2 separate regions of the Mus musculus genome follow, and region 2 is linked to region 1. The links are chromatin contacts, called in public Hi-C maps. All regions are on one chromosome and are shown on one strand. Each heading gives the region's core, a stretch centred on a gene start, on an enhancer-like site or on the middle of the called end of the contact. The rest is flanking DNA. Distances are from core to core; before and after follow the strand shown. Region 1 has its middle 28 kb from the start of Dut. Region 2 has its middle 52 kb from the start of Fbn1.

The links. Hi-C and Micro-C count contacts between places; a contact is called where the count stands out from the background.
Region 2: a Hi-C map of embryonic stem cells shows a contact between it and region 1, with 2.3 times the contacts expected there. The contact joins two enhancer-like sites. A contact is called at or near these places in 8 of 39 promoter capture datasets (the 3T3-L1 cell line, 3T3-L1-derived adipocytes, the HPC-7 cell line and 4 more), 3 of 15 datasets of contacts at CTCF or cohesin (embryonic stem cells, pro-B cells and stem cell-derived epiblast-like cells) and 14 of 484 Hi-C or Micro-C datasets (embryonic stem cells, pancreatic cancer cells and trophoblast stem cells).

What each region holds. Positions count from the first base shown.
Region 1 is chr2:125,271,514-125,278,839 of GRCm38.p6, forward strand. No RefSeq gene overlaps it. Among named protein-coding and RNA genes, the nearest start is that of Dut, 28 kb to the left of the region's middle. Within about 2 kb of position 4,683, at least 22 of the 459 cell types and tissues checked have an H3K27ac peak or open chromatin away from gene starts, as enhancers often do.
Region 2 is chr2:125,554,780-125,562,105 of GRCm38.p6, forward strand. It overlaps a transcript of Cep152 not described here. Among named protein-coding and RNA genes, the nearest start is that of Fbn1, 52 kb to the left of the region's middle. Within about 2 kb of position 4,537, at least 27 of the 459 cell types and tissues checked have an H3K27ac peak or open chromatin away from gene starts, as enhancers often do.

The sequences.
Region 1 (7,326 bases), core at 3,433-5,932:
TCTATTGTCTGCATTGCTCTCAAGATTCTTATCTTCCAAGCTCCCACAAAACAGCCCACTGAGCTCTCAACACTCGATGGCTCTTCTAGACTGAAGTTCCAAGTTTTCCAAGGACTGAAGTTCAGTCCTTCTGAAAACAAGGTTAGGTCTGTCTCTGCAATACCCTACTCCTGGTACCAACTTGTCTTTGTTAGGATTTTTATGGCTGTGATGAAACACTGTGACCAAAAAGCAAGTTGGGGAGGAAAGGCTTTATTTGTCTTATACTTCCATATTGCTGTGCATCAAATGAAGTCAAAGATGGTAGGAACCTGGAGGTAGGGGCTGATGCAGAGGCCATGAGGTGGGGGTACTGTTTATTGGCTTGTTTCCAATGACTGTCTCAGAATGCTTTCTTATAGAATCTAGAACCACCAGCTGAGGGATGAAGCCAACCACAATGGCTTGGCCCTCCCCCATCAATCACTAATTAAGAAAATTAATAGCTAATTAAGATCCTCATAGCTGGATCTTATGGAGGCATCTTCTCAGTTGAGGTTTCCTCCTTTCAGATAGTCCTAAGCTTATGTGTTAAGTTGACAACGTAAGACTAGCCAGCACACCCTTCTTCCTCATCCTCCCATCCTCTTTCTTGTCTCTTTACTTTCTGAAATGTAACCATCAGCCCTTGTCTAATGTCTACTCTGCAGCCGTCTTTGCCCTCATGGTCATTTTCAATAGATTGTTTTCAAAGGGTACTCATATATGGTTGCTCTTAATTTCAATGCTTAATTTGAAGTACAACTATATATTTCTTAAGTTTAGAAGTTAGGATACATATGTATCACTTCCCTCAAAGAAGCACAATGCATACAGCATTAATCTTAACTTTCTTACATTCAAGCATAAAATCATTTATTACTTATCTATGATATCTGGAACAAAGAAATTGCCTTCTGGTTCCTAAATATGCCAGCTCCTCCCAGTCTCCTAGCTAAATACATATATTGACCTTGCAGTACATGACCAGGTCTACTTTTTTTTTCTTCCCCCCAAAAAATCATCCTATTTCCTCCTTTCCTACATTCTTTGATTCTGCTAAATCAAAGTAGGCCTCTTGGGTATTCACATAAAACTGAAAGTTGTATATAAAAGCTATATTTTCCCACTCCTGTGGCAGAGAATTTAGACATGGTGGTTTCTGTCTCCACAGTGAAGAACTGCTATGGAAAATACTGCCCCAGAGGACAGAGGCTGTGTCTCAGTCTTCTTTCACTTTTCCTGCACTTAGCAAAACATCCAGGTGATATGTGAGAGAATAAAGGAGCGACAACTTGAGTTGCCGCATCTGTTGAGAACTAAGTGTACCCAAAGGCAAACTTTACTAGGAAGTCAGATACACAAAGGTCTCTGGATCTGCCCAACCAGAGCTTGCTATATTAGGCATCACTCACTCCTACTTTTCTGCTATCAGAATTTTCTCAGCTCCAGAATAGGTACATCTTTTAGAACACCATTTTTGGGGAGTGGTTAGGAAGAAAGCTATGGGTTCCAAAGCCTTTTGGCCAACTGTTAAAATAAAAGTTACAGACAGGCCCCAGACTCTGAAACTAGTTGTTTTCCTAAAGGGTAGCAAGGTCCTTGATCCTAAGTATTTTGACAGGAAGTCATCACTGCTAATGAAGGCCCCACATTTAGTTACAATAGCACTGCTGTCCTGTTCTTGGCAATTCAACCCTTTGGGGAATATCACTAGGCTTTTTACTAGGTGCCCCCTTCTCGCCTGACCTCGTTTGCTTAACACTGACCTCAGATGAGGCTACAAACAAGTCCCACCCTACAGCTGCTGTCCCATTGTGTCATCGTGTCTTGGGCTGGGATTTGTTTGTTAAAAAAAAATTAAAAATCCATCTGTATGGAAAGTCCCAATAATTGCAGTCAATAGAACAGAATTCCTAGCTCTTTGTAGCTGAAACTTTCAGCCAGGAAACCATGTGAAGAATCCATTCCTCTTCAGGCATTTCACCCTCACCTGTGCATCATTTCTGACAGTGCTGTGGGAGACCATTGAGACAACACATTTTCCTGTCAGAGCACCAGCATATATTTGAACAGTTACGTTTTTGTTAGGTAGGGATATTAGTACTTCCCTAAGTGCTGGCTGTGTGGGCCTGATGGCTGTTTCTTAAGTGACTGGCAATGACACCCCCCCACCCCACCCCATTTAACGTTTTAAAAAGCTAGTCACTGGCTGTCACTTGTCAGCATCCTTGCCAGTCCTGTGGAACACTGTCTAGAAAAAGCATAATTTGGGGTTTCTGCTTCTTCCTGGGTATGCCCTTTCTGGCTAAGGTGTAATTGAAGAGAAAGTATAACAGGGTTCCCAGCTTCAAACATAGCACAGCCCTAGATTTGACAGCGAATATAAATATGGAGATACTGAATCTAAATAAGAAATTTCCAAAATTAAAACGAAATACAGCTAATATGTCAGGAACAGACATACAACCCTGCAATATATAGTTTTTTTCTCAGATTTTTTTAAATAAAAATTTAGACACTTAAGTAATCTTTCACTTTCCGTTGGAAATTTCCCTTATGTGAAAGCCATTTGCAACTAATTATGAAGTGACATCATCCAAGACTTTACAATCTTACCTCTGGAAACTCCCATGATAGGATATCACTAGGTTTTTCCCTCTGGCTCATTTAAGAAGAGCTGGCCACATGTCTAAATGGCACTTCCTGAAAGCAAGGCAGCTTACCTGTCCATGAAGTTTGCTGAGTAATTGGCTTCTAACGTGTCACCAACACATAGCCACACATAGGTGCAATCATGCTGGTTCTGGGGCTTCCAGGAGGTATTGGCGAGGAAGATGCCTGGCACTTATGCATCCTGGGGCAAACCCAACAGTTGACACACGCACCATTGTCTGAAATTGTCTGTTCTTAGGCTTGACATGCGTGTTCCAGACCATTCCAGAATTCTCATACATGCACGTGGGGTTTGAGTAGTAACATGATAAGCTGTTCTGAGTTCTACCTCATTCTTCCAGCAGTTCATTCACTCTACATCCCAACCTGACTCTTTCCTCCTCCTCTTCAGCCTCCTGCTCAGTCTTGCTCAGGAGGAAACTCATGTTCTCCAGCTTCTCTAGCACAACGTTAGGAGTAGTATTTAGGGCTCTCTCAGGAGGCACTCCTAAACACCCAGGTCCTCACTTTGAGGATCTGGAAGAACAGCTTTCAAGGCTCAAAGTGACATTGTGTTTTCAAATGGATAATGAAGACACACAGCTCTGCAGTCTCCATATTCCTACCTCTCTGTGTGCTCACCGCATTCCTCAATGCTTTCTCTGAGGACATGTGACCCACTGTCCACTGGAGACATTTTCTTTTCTTTTTTTAAAGATTTATTTTATTTTAATTATGTTTGTGTATTTGCGACTCTTGTGGGTATGCCCATATAAGTCCAGTTGCCTGAGAGGTCCAGAGATGTTCCATTCCCTGGTACTGGAGTTGCAGGTGGTTGTGGCCCATTCGGTGTGGGTACTGGGAACCAAACTTGGGTAAGTTCACACTCTTAACTCTCAGCCCTGAGAATTTAGTTCTTTTTATTTATTTATTTATTTATTTATTTATTTATTTATTTATTTAATGTGTATGTATGAGTGTTTTGCTTGTATCTGTGTGCCTGGAGCCCTTGGAGAACAGAAGGGATACAGATCCCCTGGTACTGGCGCTACACAGGTGTTGGGTCCTCTGGAAGAGCAACAACTGCTCCCAACTGCTGAGCCCAGAATTTGGTTCTTATCAAAAGCACAAAATCTTATCACTTGCTATGCTCATTTTCAATAAATCCTAAATATTATCATTACTTTCTTTGTAACTGCAATGATTTTCTTAAGAAGTAAACTTCTGACATCTGAACCATTAGGAGTAGAGAGTTATTGTGCTACTTTCAAATTAATAATTTAAGTTACCCAAGAGGAGAGTTTTCAAACCAGCCAGGAGACAAACATCAGATGGAGAAAGGAGTTGTTTATTGTTATCAGCAAATTTTGTCATTTTTTTTAACTGTCTGAAAAAAGCGGATCAGTTTCATGTCACTATTGAGAAATAGGGCCCACCAATGCTAGCTAGCATTGTAGTCTGTTTTTCCCATAAAGAGTGTTTTGTGAAAGACACACCCAAACCGTACAAGAGCAGAGCTTGGGAACCTCGCTCTGTTCCAGAAACCAGAGTTCCCACATAACTGCATAATGCGATGCTATCAGGTTTCCAGCTCCCCACAATGCCTGGTGCAGCAGCGAGTTCATCACTGCCACAGGGAGGTGTAAGTACCAGGAGAGATGACCCAGACAGAGTGTTTGGAGTACTGGGGATTACTGTGAAGAAGCCAGGGCAGCCTAGCCCTGCATCTCAGCTTTCAGCCCCAGGCCAAGTTTATCCAGGATTAAGCAGGCAGCCATTTTCTCCTCCTCGCTGTGCTAACATTGTGGGTTGGTGTTTCTGTGAAGGTCCAGGAAGCAGAGCATTTATTCTGCTGATCTTGTTTTCCTGCTATGAAACACCATATTTCCAACAGCAGTTCTTCTGATTGTCCCTTTGCAGAACAAAAGAAATTCTCATTGATTTTTGAAGATGAGTTCATGATGGTAAAGATAAGGATGGTAGCTCATAGGTAAATGCCATCATGGCTGTACTAGGTTTTAACCTGTGTTCACTCTTTCCTAAGTCATTATCCAGTCCCAGATCCTGACCTGAAGTGAGACAAGCTTACCAGTGGAGTGGATGGAGTTTATTGAATCCTTCCCTCCGCATTCATTCTCATTTCCCATTTGCACAGCACACATCCCATGCTGAAGGCCTGGTTGCTTCAGCTTTCCTCTGTCACAGCCTGGGTGGGCCACCTCCTGTGACCTGATGACCAAATCCCCATGACTTCTAATCCCATGTCTTAAGAATGATCATCACCCTGGCTTCTAGATCCTATGTCTCTGTTTACCTTGCTAGTGGCAAATCCTTTGGCTAAAAGTTATCCAGATGTCCCGAAGAGCTAAGCACTGCCAGAGGTTAAACAGTCTTGTAGAATGACTTCCAAAGATTTCCCCCCAAGTAACAGAACGCTTTCTTCTTCAAATTAAATCCCATGCAGATGCCTGATATCTAAAACAGATGAATGTGGCATGGCAGACAATGTCCACAAGGTTCTCCTACTAACCCTGAGGAATCGTTACAAACTCGAAAGGCTCCTCTTACCATGGCTTAGAAGCCATTATCAGACAGGATGGCAGAGGGAACCAAAAGCCATGTGCATCGCCTCAGCAGCTCTTCATTCAAGAATTGCAACTTCTCTTCAATGACCTGCCCCTGAACTCAAGCTTCCTGGAGCTCCCTCAGAACAGAGGATGAGGGTGGCCTAGAGTGTCACTGGCTCCCCACTCCATTGCTCAATTTGTCCTTGTTAGTTCTCCCCAACATCCTGGGAGCCTCTGGTCAAACGAATTAGGGTCCTCGCCACTCCTTCCTCTATCCATCTGTGTGAGGGACTTATGAATGTCTATAGCCTTGATTTGTTTTTGGCTTGCTGAAGATTATATATATCTTCACAAGGTATATACATATACATGAAAATAAGCTAGCTATATAAAAGTATTAAACTATTATGTGTACTTTGAAATACTTTTAGTGATATGCTTAAGTTGTAACAGTGAATTTTTATTGAATTGCAATCACCACTAAAAACCTAGTTGGCTCTAGAGACACACACAAAGATACAACACTGAAGAAAAACATGTTTTCAGCATCCCTTAGTGCCATGACTACAGTTTATCAGTGATCTAAGTACTATCAGAAACTTTTTTCTAACTTTTAAAAATTAATTTTTTTTACTAATTCACTTTATATCCTGCCCACTGCCCCTTCTGATTACCCCCTCACTCAATCCTTCCCTCCTCCCCCCTCCCCTTCTCGTAAAGGTAGACACCTCCTCTAGTAATGTTCTGAATGGCGAGGATGGGTGAGAAGCTCACATACTTGGCCACACTTGGAAAATTGTGACTTTCTAAGTAACCAGCACGGCAGGTTTGAGCAGCCCATGTGCAGGCTGTGGAGGAACAGGCAAGTTTCAGCATTGCTCTGTGTCATTCCTATGACAGTAGCCATAGAATTCACAGAGGCTTCAATGAGGTCAGAAAGATGCTGCCATCAAGATCCTAGAGAAATGGTGCCTAATGACAGAAAAAACAAACAAACAAACATGTGTTTGGGCAGTAACATAGGCAGGTAATGTCAAAAATGATCCAAAACCTATCAGAGCATTTGACAAAACAAAAATGGAGGCACTTGGAGATGACCTGTGAGGAAAGGTGAAAGCCTAGCATATCTGTAGTATCACTTATCTGCCCCAAGCCTATGACATACAAATGAAACAGGGAATCATGGAAGTCCTGATCCACAAGTGGAGTTAATCACACGTGCACATACTCCATCAAAGGCGGAGATTTTGACAGGACAGACAAAGGATTTCCCCTCTTCCCATTAAGCCATTTAACATTTTCTTGGTTAGACTTGTAGTCCTAGATCTCTTTCAACGCAGCACTCTAAAAAGCCACTTCCAAGATTCTAGAAGAGACTTAAGGGCCATTTCTGTGATTCCCACTTCCCTCTTCTCCTGTCCTTGATCCACCACTGGGGTTGTGACTAAGGAATTAAGCTGAGCGAGAAGAAGGGGCTTCATCCTAAATAGCTACTACAAAGCAAGACCTCCATCAAAGATGTGGACTAGTCACTCTCTACTGTAATGATATTTGTCTCAGTCAAAGTACTCGGAGGGAAACTGAGGAGGCTGCTCTCTGCTGAGCACGAAAAAGGAAACCGCAGGGTTTTATATGAGAAGAATAAACCATGACTTATCCTGTTTGAGCTCTCAATGACAAGATTCCATAGGGCTGATATGGACTGTTTCAACATTAATTACATAAATTTGGCAACCACAGCTGGCTCTATCCTTAAGATTTTTAATAACCTCTTAATTTGCCAAGCTTCCCGATGACTTCAAATAGTTGTCCAGCCCAGGGGCCCTCCTAAGTGGGACAGTGACTCACTGCCCCGAGACTCCCCTTGCACAGCTCACTGGACTTCGGCCATTCTCGCTTTCCTCCTCAACTCTGTCTTCCTCCCATGCTCTCCCCAGATGGATTGTTAAGTTCCTTTGTTTGGTCTACTCATTGCCGGGCTCCACCCATGATTGCTTCACCTTCTCCTGGCTGCTCTTATCTGTCTCAACTGCCCTTTTAGCAACCCCGTGGTGCAGTGGGCTGCATTCTCTGGCTCTAGCCCACT
Region 2 (7,326 bases), core at 3,287-5,786, 280 kb after region 1:
ATCATTATTTCCAAAGAAATAACGGCTGTGTTTCTCTGGGTACTTCCAGGAGGGTCCACTTATTTTTAGTTTTCAGAAATCTCGCTGTGTTATGAGCTTTTTAGAATTGTAAACATAATTTACACCAAAATTTGTGTTTTGGCCTGCATTACTCAAAATGTTCTATTCCCTTCTCCTCTGAACTAATCATTTATACATTAAGCCTTCTGACATATTACTATACATCCGAGGTTCTCTTTCTTCTACGTCTCTAATCACTGTGTTGTAGGTCTGTGTTCAAGCTGAGGGACTTTTCCCATCATCTCCTGATGCTGCTACGTCCATCAGATAAATTTTATATTGTAGATAATTTAATCTGTAGCTCAAAGTTTTGGGTTTTGGCTTTTTTCAGGGTTTATTTCCTTGCTGAAATGTCCTATCTTTTCATTTATTACAAGCATATTTTCCTTTACATCATTGTGTAGTTATTATAAGCCACCTTGATTTTTTTTTTAATCTGATGTCAGCGACATGATCATGTGTGTTTGCTGTCCTGACTCTCCTGTGCTGGGTGACTCTGGATCCCAGCCGCAGAGTGTGGACAGGAGCAGGTCAGGGCTGGGCTGGGTTCTGCTCCATCCGCCAGAACCTCCATCTGTTACTTCACCCTTACCTAAGCCCCGTGGAACATGCCCTGAGAATCCCACAGCAGAGCTTCATACTACAGAGCAGGAGCAACGGGAGCCACTGCTGGGCAAACACTGCAGGCAGCAAAGGCAAAGGGGAAGTGCAGGGCCCTCCTGGTTAGTATGTTCATCTCTAAGGGCTCTTGATATTTCTACCCTTTCCTTCCCGGGGCAAGGCCCTCCCCTCCCAGAGCAGCAATACCAGATATACTTACTAAATTTGACTTCCAACTTCCTCACGCCTCCCCTGGGTGAGTTGGTGAGCATCGGAGTGCAGGTGTTCTTCGGGCAACACATGCTTGTAGGTTAAATACTGCAGTCAGCTGTGAGAAGAGTATTCGCCCTGGGCGAGCCATTTGCCTTCTTGTCTTATCATTTACCTGTGTGCAGGGGTGGATGGGGGGTGGGAAGGATGGATGAACTAAAGATGATCTTTACTTTTTACACTGATACTTTACAGACTTGAACAGATTCTACAATACATGAGCAAGCTTTAAACACATTTTAAAAATTGTCCCTCTAAAATCTGTCACCCTCTACCCTGCGATAGTATCGCGTGCTGTATGAGACCACTAGAGGGGAGTAAAGCATTGAATGAGACTAAGATACAGCTCAAATTGGAACCCTTGTGGACTACACTTGCAGGTGTTGCGTGTCTGCTGCTCCCAACCGACCACACTTAACTGCTTCAAAGCACCAAGAAATATGGGATTCCCCGTTTCCATATGGAAGCCTGCCCCAAGCTCTTTGAGAGCACACATTCCTCCAGCAAGAACTGCTCCCCAGACACATGCGCACGTTTGCACCAGTTCTATTTCATGGTGACAAAACCAATTCTCAGAAGAGCCAGATCTTGAAAACAAATCCTTATGGAACGTGGCCACAGTCCCTTCAGGGATCTAAGAATGGGTTCTAAGTTCCTTGCCTCTAGCAGTGGTTCTCAACATTCCCTAATGCTGTGACTCTTTGATAAGTGTTGTGGTGACCCCCCAACCATAAAGTTAATTCATTGCTACATCATAACTGTAATTTTGCTACTGTTATGGATCGTCATATAATTATCTGTGTTTTCTGATGGTCTTAGGTGACCCCTGTGAAAAGGTCATTCAGTAATTTCCTAGAGGAGGGCAGGACCCACAGGTTGAGAACCCCTGCCCTGGGTGCTTGTTCTTGGAAGCCAATTCCAGAGAAAGAGCAGCAGTAGAGGAAGAGGCTGTCCCATTGGGGTTCTACTGGAGAACTAGCCCCAGGAGTCAGGGATTAAGAGAATCCAGGCACACACATATGCTTTGGTTTCTCTTACTGGGGAGGGGAGGGGTCCTTGATGCTTAGGTTCGCTTAGGTCCCTAATAGTTACAGAACGATAAAGTTGAAACACTCTTAACTTCTGAGTCTGGGAGCCAAGAGTTTGTTCAATTAGTTGCTTTCTAGATGCAGTCTTCTCCAGTCACATGACAAAGGTGTGGCTACAAGGGGCAGAACATCGGGTTCTCTCTCTCCCTCCTCCCTTCCGTGTGTTTTTCTTTCCCTCTCTCCTCTCTCTGTATGTGTATGTTTCTCTCCCAATCCCCCCCCCCCATGTGTTTACTACTCCCTAACCCTGTCTCCTTTCCTCAAAGCAGAGTAGTCCTTAAAGTCTGAGCTGTGAACTGGCTCTACCCTGCAAGTACCATAGTGTGCTGTGGAAAAAGCACAGAAGTTGAACATTTGGATCCTCTTCTCTCAATAGGTATTAGAGCTAAGCCTGTGGTCACACTCCATTAAACTTATGGCTGCCCATCATGTTGGTAACTTATATAGACTCTCAATTTGTACAGGCTAAACTATAGATCCTCAGGATTCCCTTCCTAATATGTTTATCGTTAAGAAATGATCAAGACATCTGCTCTTGCAAGATTTGGCTGGAAGGGAAACAGCAGCCATCTTGTACTCATATGCCTCTGGTATTCAAATCCAGGTACTGTGCAAAGGGTTTTTACAGATGTGAAAGAAGTCCCGCATCAGATGAACCCAGATTAGAGGATTATCTCACATAAGCCTTGCTTCCCTGTACAAACAGATGCTGCTGTGAACATTAACTCTGACTGGACACATGGGCTCCCTGCTTGCTGTGTTCTTCCCTTCCCAGTGTCCAAGGCTTTAGATTTGTGTATCCTGCATGATCAGAGACTTTAATATTTTCTGTCACTGATCCACCCACAGTGTGTGCTCTGTATCTAATTGGTTCTGTTTGTGTCTGGATACCAACTCTAAACCCTTCACCTATCTCTGAGCAGGCAAGAAAGACAGGTGGTCCTTGGACTTCACCCTGTTCCTCCAAGCCCAGCCTTCTTCATTCCTGCCATCTTTTATATGACCCTCTCCTAGTACAAAAGACATGGGCAGGCATACGTCACAGAATTCAGAACGAAGGCTGGGAGAAGGGCTGGAGGTAGTAGGACAGCGAGATAAAGGCAGAGTGGGGACAGGAACGAGAGGCAGAAAGAGGCTGAAGGGTAGTCTAACAAGAACACCTATGCTCCCCTTTGTCGGCCTTCACCAGTGAGTCTGGAAGGCTGTCCACACTTAGTGTATGAATCATGTGTGTATGTAAATAGCTTTATGAGTAAGTATACACATAGACAGTTGATCTCTTAATCCATTTTTCACTACTTGTGGGTTGTCTTTTTTGAGATATAGCCCCATTTGTCCTGAAACTCACTTTGTAGACCAGGTTGGTTTTGAACTTCCAAAGATCCATCTGACTCCACCTCTCTAGTGTTGGGATTAAAGGCATGTGTCATACTTCTGGGTTTTTTAAGACTAAATATTGTGACCTGTCACTCATATGGTGACTTTAAAGGCACAGAGCAATGACTGTAAGTAAAATGCTACAACTTATACAACAAAATAAACTACTTCGTGTGTACTTGTGCACACTGCATACAGACTGTGCTTCCAGAGTGGACTCCAACTGGGGATTAGAACAAAAAATGGGGCTGCCCATGTTTACCTGCTTTCAGCTCCTATCACGGATGTTAATTTTAGACATGTGGACTTGCTCACAAACAAACATCACAAATGCTATTATACCTCCAGCACCTGCATCAGGCTGGATATCAGTGTGCACAGCAGTAGCTGCTGCCATCTGTGTCTCCAAAACTTAATCTGTGGTGACAGGGACACAGCGCTCCCTGTGAAGGGTTTTTTGTTTTGTTTTGTTTTGCTTTTTAAATCTAGCCTCAGCAAACTATGACTTCTGCCAGTTAATGAACTGACAACAACCCACTCACATAAGGCACAACCACGCACCCTGTCTGCTCACCGGGAAGGGGAGAGACCCAGGAGCACAGTCAAGGTCTCTAGACTAGAGAGGGAACACGGCTGTGTACCCACGTTCGGAGAAGCCAGGCATCTGTCAGGGTATACATCTCAATGAAGAAAACAAAGCTCTGCCTGCCTGAGGAGGCAGGCTACTATGGAAAGATTTTCTCCAACAGAATAGCATTGTGAAACGGGGCCTAAACAATTATCTATGGTCTCTGGAATCACGGACAGAAAGGGCAATGGGAGCAGATCAACTTATTTTGTATTCTTAAAAACCCACGGAGAAACCTTGTGTGATTACAAAGCAAAGGATTCAGAGAAGAGTGGGTTTGCCAGCGGGGACCATGGAGGGCAGGGCTCTCTCGGTAAAGAAACTGAACGTCCTAAGAAGGCGAGTGTGTGTTGTAGGCTCAGTGGAATTTGCTTAATAAGTTGCACATTTGACATTGTAGGTCAGCTCTCCGGGTGCCAGGAGACAAAGCTTATTATATAATCGCATACTTGTCCTTGCTGGAAAGGAGCTGAGGGAAGGTCTCTGTTGTTTCCAAGCTTCCTCTGTTCAGCCATTTGCTGAGGTGAGCAGCCATCTGAGGCATGCTTTGAAAGCTGAGTCTTGACTGGGATGCCTGTCCTGCACTTACCTTATGCCGTCCGTCCTTCTCTGTAGAGGCCAACGCGGGTCCCGCCTGGGGCAGGGCAAAAGCAAGCTAGCTGAGCTTGACCTGAGCCAGGGATGAGAAGCTAAAGACTCCAAGGTTTCCAGCTTAGCAGATTTCTGGCTGTTTGGCCACAGATTTTTTTTTTCCCCCAGCTACAGTAACATGCTCTGTGGGACTCAGGACAAAAGCCTCTTCAATTCTGGCAGTGTCTGCGGCACATGGTGTCCGTGTCCAAACCGCATCAAACTCCTGTGTCTGTTTCTGAAGTCTTTACAGACTTCTTCGAAAGGGACAAAGCTTTAGTGCGTCACTGAAGGAAACCCCTGGGCGATCCTGCTGTCTTTGAGATGATTTTTCTTTTGTCCAGCACTGAAATGCTTACTCTGGAACAGGTAAATCAATGTAAATAATTCTCCTTCAAGGAAAGGCCCTGTGAAGGCCAACTTGGTCTACGCTTATTCAGGAGGCGGCGGGAAGAGGGAGACTGGCTTTGCGCAGGTGACACCTTTATCTCTAAGCTGCCACCTTTTCTTGGCAATTGGCCAGGTATATACCAAGCTGAGAAGGAAAGAATCCTTTTTTTTTTTTTCCTCTAGAAGTTAATATGAGGTCAGCCTCTGGGAATTCTGGGAACATACTCTGCTTGGCCTAGAATTGGTATACTCGCATGTCATTTTTACCAAGCAATGAGAATATGGATAGAAGGGGTCAGAGAGGGGAGATTTCACAGCTGCAACTGCTTTATTCACTCAGAGCTAAGATGTAGAAGTCTTACTGTGTGTGAGCATCATCAAGCCCTTCGCAAAAACCTCCTACTTGAGCTTTCCATCCGCTGTGCACATACTACCATGGTAAGGTGGTTGCAGGTCATAGGAAGGCTCCAGTTTTTCCAACAGTGAGGGTGTGTGCCACCTCACATAGTCTGGGGACATTCGGCAGAGCCTGCCCCTGCTCGCTGGTTGGTTTTCTCTTGTGGTGGAGTGCGTGGAATGCAATAGATGCAGAAGGCACAGCTAGGTGCAGCAGCCTGCAGCGAGGGCACGAGCCCCGGCTGTCACGGGCCAGGCCCTTTCAGGATGGAAGGTGGTGGGGTTTTTAAAAAGGAACATTTCCCACAGCTTTTCAGCGGATCCGAGGCTGCAGGGGGGATGTGACCCACCCTGAACCAATTAGGAACAAGGAATTAAGACCACTGTGATTGGCTCAGGCCAAAGAGGGCTGAGCAACTGAGTGGACAGACACACACTTCCTTGCTCTGAGAAATTTGACAGAGAACAAACAGTACCACCAACCTCATTTCTCTTCTGTAGAAGCCAGGTGCAAGGCGACAAAGTTTAAATGTTTTATCCCAAAATATCCAGGGATTTTGAAATTACATTACCAGAAAATATCTAAGTTCCTTTTAAATTTTTAAGATGAAACAAAACAAGTTGAAGTTTAAAATTACAAAGACATCTACCATGAGACAGGCTTTCCTGCTAGCTGGTAAATTTCTTGTCACAACATAGCCCACACAGACTACCATAGCCCATAAACAGCAAAGGAGCCATTTACTCGGTGCTCACATGCACACACCACGACCCACATGCAGAAGCAAGGGGACAACTTGTGAGAGCCGGGCCTCTTCTATCAAATGAATTCAGGGTATCAAACTCAGGTCAGGCTTGTGTCAGGTGACAAAGCACCCCTCCCTGCTGAGCCACCTCACCTGCTTTAAATACTGACTAAAGTCCCCCCCCCCCCATCTCCTGCCCATCCTATAAAGACATTGTTAAACTGATCTCATAAGGGAAGCCTGGGGGGACTCATGGGGAAGAGGAGGAAAGACAAAGGCTCAAGGAGACATGAAGCCAAACAAATAACACTGCAAAACAATTATATATAATTATTTTTGGAAATGTGAATAGGGAAAATTGACCCAAGATAGAAACAACAACAACAAAAAAAAAAAAAAAAAAAACAGAAGTGGGCTAGTCACAATTAACAAATAGGATAAACAATGAAGATAAAGACTTATGGCACAACATGGTATCACATACAGAGCAGGAAGAGGAGAGAGCAAGACCCAAAAAATAACTGCATATAACACTCCCTAAATCTTCCAAAATGTTTTTATATCTGGTAGGATATGCTCACTGCTTCAAGAGTGACTCAAATGTTACAGGACTAACCAAGCACTTCTGAGGTGGGTAACCAGCCACATTTGAATTGTGACAGCATGGACAAGTCCTGCATAGGCTCAAGCCAGACCAAATGAAATGAAATGAAATGAAATGAAATGAAATGAAATGAAATGAAAGAAATGATCCTAGTATTGGGAAGTGGGGGTAAGGTGGGAAGTCCTACCCCTAGTCAAGGAGCTATTAGCATTTGATAGCTGTGAGGAGAGGAGTTAGTTTAGGGTGTAGCACTTGGTAGGTTGTCAATGCTCCAGGATGAGCCCCACACCCAACAGTATATACACACTGTCTCAAAGGGGAAGAAAGGAAAAGTGGGAAGGAGGGAGAGAAGGAGGGAGGGAAGGAAAGGAGAGGAGGGAGAGAGGGAGGGAAAGAGAGAGGGAGGGAGGGAAGGAAAGAAGAGAGGGAGGGAGAGGGAGGGAAGGAAGGAGGGAATAAAAAGAAAAGGAATTGAGAGGAAGAGGGAACATGTGTGGATAAATAAAAGCAACTTCCAGTGATAAGCTTCCAGAGTCC